2 separate regions of the Mus musculus genome follow, and region 1 is linked to region 2. Evidence: chromatin contacts called from public promoter capture Hi-C data. All regions are on one chromosome and are shown on one strand. The core of a region is the stretch at or near the end of the contact, and the rest is flanking DNA. Distances in the headings are between cores, read along the strand shown.

Region 1 (5,874 bases), core at 373-2,872, 140 kb before region 2:
ACACACCCAGAAACAACCTCACATTGAAAAACAGAAAATTCACACAAAACACACACCAGTGTGCATGCATTAATATCTTAAACATATCACATGAAAATACAAGTTCTTATATTTGCAGACTCACACATACAATCTTCACAGAGAGACTTACAAATGTGTTTATGCTTTCATACACAAGCTCCAACATATCCTCTCCCCACCCACTACTCACTCAGGCAAATAAATGCATGCTTTTGTTAACACACAGGAGTTCACACACAAATCTCATCCTGCCTGTCTGGTTAGAGGAGAATGACTAATGGGAAATCATGCACAAAGGCAAGCATCCTAGGAGAGGCCACGACTGGGTTTACAGTGAGGCTGTTGGGATGGAATTAAGCCATCAGATGACAAACTTGTCCTGCCAGATTGCACCTAAAAGTTGCTCAGCTGAGGCTACCATGTCCCGCAGCGCTGGATCCTGGGTGATGGTGCAAGTTTGCCTGCCTGATTTCCAACTTCCTCCAGAGTTTAATGTCATCCAGGGTCAAGCTCTGTTATCAGCCCAACCCCAATGCAGGCAACAGGCAGGAATCTCTGGGGACTCAGAGGCAATGCGGGCTGCTTTCCAACCTTAGGCTTGTCCTGACATAGTGCAACCCCAAGTGGTTAGCATTAATGACGGTTTACAACCGTGGGCCAAGCATTGGGTTAAACCCTTCAAGTACATGATTTCATTTTCACAACTCTGTGAGGGGGATGGGGTGTGCCCTCTCATCTCACCATTTACGTGGTTAAGAAAACTGCTTGAGCCACAAAACCACTCAGCAAGAGAGACAAGGAGCTGAAATTCAACCTGGTCATATTCTATTCTTTCCGAGGTTCTGAGCATAAACTGTGCATGCCAGTTTGTCTCCTCCACACCCTCTTGTGCTCAGGATGGGGCTCCAGGCCGTCCCATCTGGCTTAGTGCAGGCCCATGCCATCAGCAGGTGCTTAGTGGGGGCACAGAAGTTGGCTTGCTGAAGCCATCAGCAAGAGCTTTAATTTCCCCATCTCTGAAATGGGGTTGACAGTGTTGATACCGCAGGGCCAAGGCCGGCTGTCTTGAGCAACAGAGTGAGAGCCGAGCTCCATCTAATATATTAGCTGCCACCACCCTCGCCCGTCGCGGGGATGTAACCCAGCCCCCGCCCGAGTCCGGGTGCGGTTCCGGCGCCCCCATTGTTCAGAAGGGTGGAGACGCTGTCCACAGGGGACTCCCCGCCCCGGGTCCAGCTCGCAGCCCAGTGGAACAGATGATTTGGCCTGGAATCTGCCGCGCGGGCCGCGTCCTTTGTCTGCTCGGCGGCGTTGGATGCCCAAGGCCCGCGCCCCGCTCTGTGGGTAGACAAAGCCGGAGCCGCAGCGAACCCAGCCGGCTCCAACACCTCTCGCGCCTCCCGACGTCCCGCCCTCTTCCCTTGGAGTCCTCTGATTGGTCTGCGCCGTTACAAAGAGGCCGGGGAGCGGGCGGATCACGTGGGCCAACGCGGCTTCCGATTGGCCAGGCTTCGCTGCCTATCGAGGAGGGCGGGCAGTGCGCGCTCCGCCCAGTCGCTCCCTCCGCGTTGAGGCCCGCCCGCGGGGCCGGCCGCCTGTCAGAGGGAGGTGGCGATGGTGCTCTTGGTGGCGGCAGCGGCGGCAACGCTTTCCTTGGTCGGACGGCAGGGAGGAGAAGATGACTGACCGATCGACTGGATGAATGAATGAATGGCGGAGCCGAGCGCGCCATGAGGAGCCTGCCGAGCCTGGGCGGCCTCGCCCTGTTGTGCTGCGCGGCCGCCGCAGCCGCTTCCACAGCCTCGGCAGGGAATGTCACCGGTGGCGGCGGGGCCGAGGGGCAGGTGGTCCCGTCGCCCAGCCCGGGGCTTCGGGACCAAGCCAGCAGCCCCTTCCCTAAGACCGCGGCTCCCACCGCGCAGGCCCCGCGGACCGGTCCCCCGCGCACCACAGTCCGCAAAACCGGGGCTACAACCCCGTCAGCCGGCTCCCCGGAGATCATTCCTCCTCTTCGCACCAGCGCACAACCCGCTGCCACCCCCTTCCCGGCTCTGGACCTCTCGCCCGCCACCCCTTCGGAGGACGGACACACTCCCACCACGGAATCACCACCCTCCAGACCCGCGCCCACCACCCTTGCGAGCACAGTTGGCCAGCCGCCGACCACCTCTGTAGTCACCACCGCTCAGGCTTCCAGCACTCCAGGGACCCCAACTGCCGAGTCCCCGGACAGAAGCAGCAACAGTAGCGGAGTCCCGCCCACCGCACCTGTCACCGAAGCCCCTACTTCTCCTCCCCCAGGTGAGTCCTCTGGACCTTCCCCCAGGCACTGCCTATTTACACACCGGCCTCGTCACCCTGGCCGCTTCTTGCCCAAGAGCTTCCCAAGGGAAGATCCGAGCTCCAGTTAAAGTAAACCCCCAATCCCTCCAAATCTAGAAAGTCTTTTGTCCCCCAACCTGGTGCCATGCTCCATCCAGAGGGAGCTGCTGCTATATGGAAGGCTTAGGGTCTCTTCCTAAAACAGGGTTTTCTGGCCTTTGTCAGAGTCCCAGAATGGACACAAACTTTTGTATTGGATCCGCCCAGAAGGCCACCCTACCTGGGATATTTGGGGGAAAGTTTGAAAGCTAGGATGGTGCTTTATCAATGCGCAGGTAAAAACCTTTACGGGATTCCCCCAGATGAACAATGTAGTTTGCTTACAAACAGAAACGGCATTGTAGTCCGTGTTTTCTCTGCAAATAAGTAGATTTTATAGGTCATTTGGGACAGGTGTGTATCTAGGTTGAGCAAGTTTATAAATTAGGTTAAATCCCTTCCTTGCACCACTTCATTCTGTCTCAGTTCCAAGGTCAGTAATTGAGCAAATGCCATTTGAGCAGGGATGCCCATCTTTGCCCCTTTTTAAAGTAGGATGTTCATTACTGCTGATGCTGACATGCCAATTTCTGTTTGAACTCACAATAGGAAATGCAGCTCTTCTGCTGGTGAAAGTGTTCAAGCAAAGTTAAGATACAACTGCTGTTCTTTCACCCTTTTGCATCTTAAATAGGCCAGGAACTCAACCAATAAGGCCTACGTCTTTAAGAAATTCAGCAAGTTTTCTGAGATCTTTTGCTTTGCATTGGGGTGGAGATTTGCCCAGAGCACTTACTTGTCTAGCTTGATCTGATTGTTGACCTAATTCTTAGGCTCAGTGGTTTACTGTGGAGTCAGGTATGAAGTTTGGACTATAATTGAGTTGGTAGAAGATTTTCCCAGATGGTTAAGCCTTGAATCGTATGTTGGAGCTTGGCAAAGGCACAAGTAGGAATGCAGATTATTCACCCCCAAAAGCCACATTTGGATCTCTTTTAGCTTCAAGGAATGTACTAACTAGCTAGTTTTTAAACCTTTCATGCTTTTTAGCTTTTTATAAAGAGAGATTGACATATTACTAAAAGTTAGACTAGTACCTAAGTCTAGACTCTCGAGTCCATTTTTAGGTTTGAATTCCATCTTATTGCCCCCCTTTGTCAACATAAGTATGGACAGGTTCTTGTGATCTTACTTTCTTCAACCTTCAGATGCAGGTTATCATAGTCCTTATAGGTTTGCTGTGCAAATTATGTAGAATGGACTGAGTGTGTATACTACACATGTACTGAGGAAGCAAATACAAGAGGATCAGGAGTTCAAAGCCAGCCTAGGCTACATAATACATTTAATACAACCTGGAGTGAATGGCAAGACTCAAGAAAGAAAGAAAAACAGTAGAGAGAGGTTAGGAGAAGAGAGAAGAAAATTCACTAAGTCAATGTATACCTAACTAGTGCTTAGAATAGTTCCTGTGCTTGATAAGCACCTGTGTGTTGTGTTTTATTTATGACCAGCTCTGTTTTCTGATTCGAAAAATATGGAGAAGCCAAGTGGGGATTTGTGACTTCTATACCTTGTTTTAGTAAATAGAAAAAGGATGAGTTAGAATGTCTGGAGTTTTAAGCACATAATATTTAACTAGCAATTGCTTCCTTTTGATAGTATCTGATAAACATACAGTTAATGTCATTTCACTTTTGACATTTTAAGAACACAAAGATAATCCTTATTGCCAAAAAAGATAATCAGAAACCTAAAAGAAAATGACAACAGTCATTCCTCCACTGCTCTCTAGTTCTGGTTCCTAGTGGACCTAGAGGTTACTCCTCATAGCAGTTTGTTCCATCTTAAAAGTTTTCTTTCTGGGCATATATCAACACAGTTGTATTTTCAAATAAGCTTTAGGGCTCAGGGGTAGAAACTTGTTTAATATGAATAATCACCATCAAAACTTAACTAGTTAGTAATTTGTAAAATTAAAATGGAAATATATATATATATATTTCCATCTTGATATAGTCACTTAACTATGTAACATAATTTTTAATTTTTAAAAAATTTTTTTCATGTAAGTACCTTGGTTCTGCCTGTATTCCTTCCAATAGTATTTTTCATTGTAAATATGGACAGAGAAAGTGGACTTGTTTAACCAGTTTGTTATTAATTCATTTAACAGTTCCATATATATATATATATATATATATATTGCTTTGAAAAGCACAGAGAATTCATCATGTATTTATTATATTCTCTGATAGTTTGATACCAAATCAGCACTTAGAATTTAAATCAATTTTAAGTGAAACCAAACTGGGTTCATGGATATTTACCATTTGAACTGTTTTTCATAATTTCTATAGGCCATAATTTCTATATGGCTGTCTTTCTGTAGCAAACACTTCAGGATATCAAATTGAGGTCATTCACCTTTGTGTAAATAGTGTGTCACTTAGAGTCTTCTGTGAATTCATTTACAGAATTGTCTGTGTTTAGTTCTCAGTAGCTTGACTGACTTTGTGGCCTACTGGTATTCAATTTTAGCCTTACAGTGATATATTCAAGGTGACTTTTTAATTATCGCATGGACTCCAATATACTTTAGATAGTAAGTATAGCTCTTCAGCAGAGGAAAAACTTCTATATGAATTTGAAAGAGCTGATTTGGCTTGCAAAGCTGGATTTCCTGCCATTGGGCAAGATGGTTGTAGAATTTTATTTCAACATTTCTATGAGAACTGGTTACCGTCTAATATATCTTTTGATTGGGAAGGTCTTTTAAACTGCTATAGGAATCAGTAAAAAAATTCCTTCCTAGAGATTTAGCTGAAAGCTCTTACTACCAGTCAGTTGGGATCCCATTGTTTACACAGGACACTGATCTACAAACTGAAACTAGTTACCCAGCAAGCACTTTTCTCTCACAAACCTGGTATAACACTATACTGATTGGTTGGATAAAGGGTGGATGGAAAAGCTGTGATCTTACTGGAGAGTTATAATCAGCAGTAAGGCCCTGAGCTAGTGACAAATGCTTTCGTGTTTGTTTTACATGGACTAATTAGGATCCTAGAACCCACTAAAGCCCAGCATAACTCTACATTTTAAGAAATACTTCTATAGGCTTAGGTAAAAGTCTCTGCCTTAGCTAACATTTGACTAGATGGATTGTGGCCTTTGAAAACATGTCCAAGTCTGTTTTCACTGTGCACGTCTTCCGATTTGAGGGGTGTAGTTGTACTCTTGAGTACAAATAATAGCTTTGCTTCTTCAATTCGTCTTTCTTTCACATGGCTTCATATTTCTTCACTATCCTGGTCACCTCTATTCTGAACCTTTTCAGCTTTCTGTAACTTCCCTAGAACACAGAGCAGAGCTGAACCCAATAGTCTAGATATACTCCAGCATAGCTCATAGCAGAGAGAGCGGTTACCTTGTTCTTTCTGGGTACAATACTGATTTTGTAATTAGTCCCCTAAGCACAGCATTTTTTTT
Region 2 (6,736 bases), core at 497-2,996:
CATGCCTACAGCCCTGTAGCTTTAAGAATTGCTATGTGATCAGCATGGACTTGAAGGTGATGAAAACTGGGTTTTACGTATGACTTGGCAACTTACTAATTAGTGGCCGTGTATGGGTGATGTCTAGCTCCTCCTGTGAGAGTGAAGCTAGTAGAGTCTTTCAGAGTTCCTTAGCAGCTTTTGAGACTTGGTATAGAGAGAACACGCCTTGAAGTCTGGTCTGTGAAGAATACACAGCAAGGCTAAAGCCTGCCCTGTGCTGAAGGTCTCTAGCCACTGCCCCTAGTTCTGCCTCTCAGTCAGTCTGGGCTTTCTGCTGATCTTTTTCTGTTTCCTTGACCTTGGGATACATTTTCTAAGTTCTTCCTGTCGTTCACAATGTCATATCCAGTGTGGTCAGTCGGTCGCTCCCTGTCACTTGGTGCTCACCGTGTTTCTGTCTCTGAGACACGAAGTGCTTCATACATAGACTGCCCTTCTCCACCACACCCAGCTTCTTCCTGGATGAGGACCTTCCTGGATACCCCAGTTCGGCCAGGGACACTGTGTCTCCCTTTCCTTGGCTGTCTGGACCTTCATGTCTTATTTTTAATTTGACCTGGTTAGAAAAGCTGTCTATCCCTAATGCATTATTAGTAGTTGTCTAGCAATCACTCAGCACCCTATCTTTTCAGTCAGGCTCTTACAACTGCTTGTCATTCAGTATGTATTTGTATACTTGCTTAACCCGTGTCACTGTTGGTACTCAGCACTGAACCTAATGAAATAGTGGACTTGTAACAAGTACATGTTAATTGAATGAGTTACTGCATGACATACTGAACCGATAGGTTTTGATTGCTTCCTCTGTAAAATGGAAACCATAATTATCTCGTAAGCTTGTGGTGAGGACAACATGTGGCATATTGGGCCTTCAAGAAAGAGGTTGCTCTATGGTAGTTGTTAATAAATGAATGCAGACAAGGCAGTGAGAGAGATAGATGACAATAGGATGGGGCATGCACAACCGGAGTCACAGGAGGTTAAGAGTGGGAGGGAGCCCAGGGGAGAGTCTGGGGTGAGGCAGAGGAACAAGAGTTGGGGGGGCGGTGCAGACAGGTAGTAGTGGTAAACCCACAGTGGGAGGATAACGGTCACAGCCACTCTCTGTGGAGTTACCTGGATGACATGGGGCTTTGCAGTATCTGAGAGTCAAGTTTGGCTTTTGAGTGCTAATTGTTGGGCACAGGACTTTGTGGAGTGACATAGCCCGGATTGAGCCTTCTGAGTACCCATACTTCTGCATGTCCTGGCCATGCCCTCCAAAAACCTGGCCAGATGGTTGGCTGGGCAGTGTAAATTTTTACAATCTTTTTGAAGGCCATTTGGAAAGAGATTTTGATAGTAATAAAAATAAAATTGCTCTTGAGCCCAATAATCCATTTTGGGGAAATTTATCCTAAACAACCAACCCACTGGCAGGGAAAGGAAAAAAATCACTGTTCATGAAGGTATTTGTTGCCACATTGTGTGTAATTGTGAAAAATTGGGAACAAGGGAAATTATATTTTACATTTGTCGTCTCCTTGACTCTTTGGAGCAGGCTTGTTTTGAGGCTGTTTCCTAAATGAGGACATGGAGGTTGCAAAGATGAAATGACTTGCCTGTGAGCCTGGTTTGAATTTAGACCTTACCTCTCAGGTTGTGAAGCCTGTACACTTTTTACCACAGCACAATGAATGAACAAACACTTGTAGAGTAAAGCTGAGAGCAATTGACTCTTACTCATGTCAGTGAGACTTAATGTAGTTTTTGTGTGTGTGCATGAGTGTGCTTGTGTGCGTGGAGAGGTGGAAGGTCAACATACAATGTCATTTGCAGTCTCCACCTTCTGCTTTGAAAGAGAAGTCTCTCACTTAACTTGCAGCTTACCGATTCAGCTAGCAAGTGCCAGGAACTATGCAGCCTTTACCTTCTTAGTGCTAGGATTATTGGCTTACACTGGCACCCCTGACTATTGAAAATGGATGCTGGCCTCAGACTGGATCTTTCCATTTGTATGACAAGCAAGCATTTTGCTGACTGAGTTATCTCCCCAGTCATAGTTCAGTCACTTTTTAAAAATTAATTAATTAACTTTTTATTCTTTATTTTTTATTGGACTTTTTATTTATTTACATTTAAAATGTTATTCCCCTCTCCCAGTCTCCCCTCTGAAAATCCCCTATACCACTCACCCGGCTTCCCTTCTATTCCATCTACCCTCCCACTCCCACCTCACTGCCCTGGCATTCCCCTACTCTGGGGCATCGAGCCATACAGGACCAAGGGCCTCTCCTCCCATTGGTGCTAGATAAGGCCATCCTCTGCTACATATGCAGCTGGAGCCATGGGTCCCTCCATGTATACTCTGGTTGGTGGTTTAGTCCCTGGGAGCTCTGAGGGAAAGCCCAACAGAGGGGAGGGAGAACCTGTAGAGACCATAGCTACAGGTTAAGCAAAGCCCCAGATGGGGGATGGGGCCACCCACTCATCTCCAAATTTTTATCTCAGAATTGCTCCTGTCTAAAGGAAATATAGGGACAAAGTGTGGGGCAGAGACTGAAGGAAAGGCCATACAGAGACTGCCCCACCTGGGGATCCGTCCTATACACACACACCAAACCTAGACACTATGGTGGATGCCAAGCAGTGCTTGCTGACAGGAGCCTGATATGGCTGTCTCCAAACAGGCTCTACCAGAGCCTGCCAAATAGAGGTGCAGATGCTTGAAGCCAACCATTGGACTGAGCATGGGGACCACAATGGAGGAGTTAGGGAAAGGTCTGAAGGAGCTGAAGGGGTTTGCAACCCTGTAGGGAGACATATATATATATTTTTTTTTCTTTTGATTGGATATTTTCTTTATTTACACTTCAAATGTTTTCCCCTTTCCAGGTCTCCCCTTCAGAAACCCCCTTTCCCATCCTCCCTCCCCCTGCCTCTGTGAGGGTGCTCATCCACCCACCCACTCCTGTCCTCCCACCCTGGCATTCCCCTACACTGAAGACCCTCAGCCCCAAGGGCCACTCCTCCCACTGATGTCCAACAAGCACTTCCTGGCATCCACAATAGCGTCCGGGTTTGGTGTCTGTATATAGGGTGGATCCCTAGTGGGCCAGTCTCTGGATGGCCTTTCCTTCAGTCTCTGCTCCACACTTTTTTTCCCATACTTCCTCCTGTAAGTATTTCGTTCACTCTTCTAAAAAGCACTGAAGCATCCACACTTTGGTCTTCCTTCTTCTTAGGCTTCATATGGTCTGTGAATTGAATCTTGGGTATTCCAAACTTTTGGGCTAATATCTACTGTGTTTGTTCCTGTGTGACTGAGTCACCTCACTCAGGATGATATTCTCAAGTTCCATCCATTTGCCTGCGAATTTCATGAAATCATTGTTTTTAATAGCTGAGTAGTACTCCATTTGTGTAAATGTACCACATTTTCTGTATCCATTCCTCTGTTGAGGGGCATCTGGGTTCTTTCCAGCTTCTGGCTATTATAAATAAGGCTGCTATGAACATAGTGGAGCATGTGTCCTTATTACCAGTTGGAACATCTTCTGGGTATTGCTGGATCTTCTGGTAGTACTATGTCCAATTTTCTGAGGAACCACTAGACTGATTTCCAGAGTGGTTGTGCCAGCTTTCAATCCCACCAGCAATGGAGGAGTGTTCCTGTTTCTCCACATCCTTGCCAGCATCTGCTGTCACCTGAATTTTTCATTTTAGCCATTCTAGCTGGTGTGACTGGGGAGTGGAACTAAACAGAGAATTCTCAGCTGAGGACACTCAAGGACTGAGAAAAACCTAAAGAAATGTTCAGCATCCTTAGTCATTAGGGAAATGCAAATCAAAACAACCCTGAGATTTCACCTCACACCAGTCAGCATGGCTAACATAGTTCAGTCTTTAAAAGTGATAATTAGCATACATGTAGGGGCCAGACATACATGTAGGCAAAAATACCTATATACAGTCGTAAATAAAGTGATAATGGTATTTAGCTCTGCAGCAACACGAGGCATACCTAAGGTGTACTGTTATGTGATAGGAGTCGAGTGTACAGACTCACCTATGCTGTGATGCTGTCAGTGTTGGTTTCTGAGTAGAGGCAGAGAACTGACTGCCAAAGTGCTTGTGCTCTGTATGTTATCCAGTTGTTTTATCCCGCTTCTCATTTAGATTTAATTTGACTTAACTTATGTTTGTGTATGTATGTGTCTATGTGTAGGGATATGAACATGTGTGCCTGTGCCTAGAGAGGCCCGAGGTAGGAGATCCCTCCTGAGTTGGAGTTACAGATAGCTGTGAGTTGTCTGATTTGGGTGCTGGGAATCAAACACGGGTCTTTTGGAAGAACAGTGCCCTTAACCACTGAGCAATCTTTTCAGCCCTCAATTTTTGTTTTGATTTGTTTTCCCCTCTGTAGTCCCACAGCTGGTCTTGGACTCAGGATGTTGCCCAGGCTGGCTTTTAACTCACTGTGCTCATCTAGCGTCAGATGTCCACGGACTGGGACTGTTGGCGTGAGCTACCATACTCGGCTAGAATCCAGCTTTAAAATGATATTACTGCTGCAGTTTTGTTTGTGAATAAATAGCATTTGCCTAGGAAAGTGTTCTTGATGGTTTGAAGACTCCAGGGAGCGTATTGGCGTCGGAAGCAAATTCCAAAGCATCCCCCTCATTTCACTAACTCATTTGGCTGCTGTTGGCAGAACATTCTTATACACACTATTGCTCACCAGAGATGAAGTGTGGGAGGCAAGAGTGCATGGGCTTCGTTATGTCTTGGTGAGGTATGACAGTATTTGTACATGCAAAGAGGGTAAAAAAAAACGGATGTTAAACCTAAAGCTGTGCTTATGGAGGGCTGCAGTGAGAAATGACTCCTTTAAAAGCCCTGCACTGTTTACCGATTGCTAAGTGCTAGACTCTGCCAGGTGCTTAGCTCATTTAGTTGTCACAACATCCCTTCAAGGTAATTGATTTTTATCCTCATTTTATAGATGAGCCAACAGTGATTCAAAGATGTTAAAAAATCTTCCCAAGGTCAGAGGAGTCAGAAGCAGCAGCAGAGTGCGTTTCTGTGACCCGGGAGCCCTTGTCTTGGAAGAATGACATTTTAGAGTGAGCCTTTGCTTGGGAGGCCTGGCAGGCCAGAGGAGGAGATACTTTGGTTAGGTTTCTGCTGAGATGGGCCTCGTTGTTGTTATTGTCCTACTTGTCATCCTTGTTGTCTTCGTCGTCTTCGTCATCGTCCTCTTCCTCCTCGTCCTTCTCTTCCTCCTCTTCCATCATCATCTCTGTGCAGTTGGCTTTTGTTTTTCTTTTCCTTTGGGTGGATCTTGCAGTCAGCCAAGGCTTTTGATGGAGAGTGGGAGCAGGAGGGAGCCAGTGTCTCCCAGAGGCATATCTTGCAAATGGGAGCCTCTCATTTCAGATGATTGCAGTTCCCAGCAATGTGAGCTGAAGGCTTCCAAGAGCTGGAACGCCGCAGACGCAGCCCTGGTGTTAGATTACTTTTGAGCACTGTTTCTAAGTCATATTTGGTGGGTTTTATACTTTGGAGTGTTTATTCCTCTTGCGTAGTAAGCAGTTTTCAGTTCTTCCACATCCAGGTTTTATTTTTCCTCCTTGAATTTGTTTATCATAGAGGGGGAAATATGTGCAAGGAAAACATTAATGCAGTTTGAATTCTTTCCTATAAAAATCTCTCTCTCCCTCTGTCTGTATATGTGATGCATGCATGTTTGAGAGCAAGAGTGCATATATTATGCATATGTGCAAGTGTGCTTGTGCAAGTGTATGTGTCTGTGAGTGTTCATGACTATGAGCATGTGTGCACCATGTTTTGTGTGTATGTGAGAGTCAGAGGCAACCTAAGTGTTGGTCCTTGCCTTGCTTCTTTATCTTGTTGTTGGTTTCTGTTTTTATTTTTCACTGTTTGTGCCAGACTGCCTGGTCTGGGAGCTTCTTTGGCCTCTTCTGTTTCCATGTCCTATCTCAATCATAGGGGTGCCTGCATTGTAGATGGGTGCTACTGCATCTGAATTTACATGAATTCTGGGGATCCAACGTCAGGTCTGTAAGCTTCTCTGGCAAACATTTTTACTCATTGAGCCATCTCCCAGCTCCTAGTGTAGTTGAAATTCCTACACTTATTGTGAGTACTGTTGTAAATATTGTGACTCATTTCTTTTAATCCTTCTACTGGCCCATTTTTAGAGGTGGAAGACCTGAGGCACAAAAGCTGAGTAAAGGTTTGTTTATTAATTTATCCATTTGCTTAAATGTTGAGTGTCTACTTGTTCTTGACAAAGTGCTTAAATCTGAAGACTTGATGAAGACTTAGGTCCTGGTCCACAGAAGTGGATTGCGTGTACATAATGGCCATGAAGAAGAAACATGTGAATAAGTAAGATGGATGTAGACTGTGAAGAGGTCACCTTGTGGCAGAACGTGGTTTGGCAGCTGGTCAGATGAGGCCACTTGAGGTCTTATCGTTTGACCATGATGCTGAAGCTCAGGTGGAAAGGATGAGATGGAGGCTGCAGAACTGCAGCAGGAAGAGCTCTGAGGGTTGAGGTCCAGAAAGGAGGCCAGTGAGGCTGGGCCATTGTGAACAGGGCAGATGATGACCCCAGATTTGTCATGAGCCAGATCATATAGCGCTTTGGGACATATTTGAATGTAAGTATGATGGGAAATCCAAACAC

The links. Promoter capture Hi-C pulls out the DNA fragments that hold promoters and counts their contacts.
Region 1: a contact with region 2 is called in a promoter capture Hi-C map of the C10 cell line. The contact joins the promoter of Megf9 here to the enhancer-like site in region 2. A contact is called at or near these places in 8 of 39 promoter capture datasets (3T3-L1-derived adipocytes, the C10 cell line, the SN4741 cell line and 5 more), 17 of 484 Hi-C or Micro-C datasets (B cells, CD4 T cells, CD8 T cells and 13 more), 4 of 115 datasets of contacts at active chromatin or transcription factors (astrocytes, bone marrow-derived macrophages, regulatory T cells and 1 more) and 3 of 9 other capture datasets (adipose tissue, liver and pancreatic islet).

The regions. Positions count from the first base shown.
Region 1 is chr4:70,530,676-70,536,549 of GRCm38.p6, reverse strand. Megf9 (multiple EGF-like-domains 9) reads left to right here and starts at 1,622. Exons shown (of 6, transcript NM_172694.2): 1 at 1,622-2,322. The coding sequence starts at 1,728.
Region 2 is chr4:70,389,996-70,396,731 of GRCm38.p6, reverse strand. All of the region lies in intron 3 of Cdk5rap2 (CDK5 regulatory subunit associated protein 2), which reads left to right. Among named protein-coding and RNA genes, the nearest start is that of Cdk5rap2, 17 kb to the left of the region's middle. Within about 2 kb of position 1,746, at least 2 of the 459 cell types and tissues checked have an H3K27ac peak or open chromatin away from gene starts, as enhancers often do.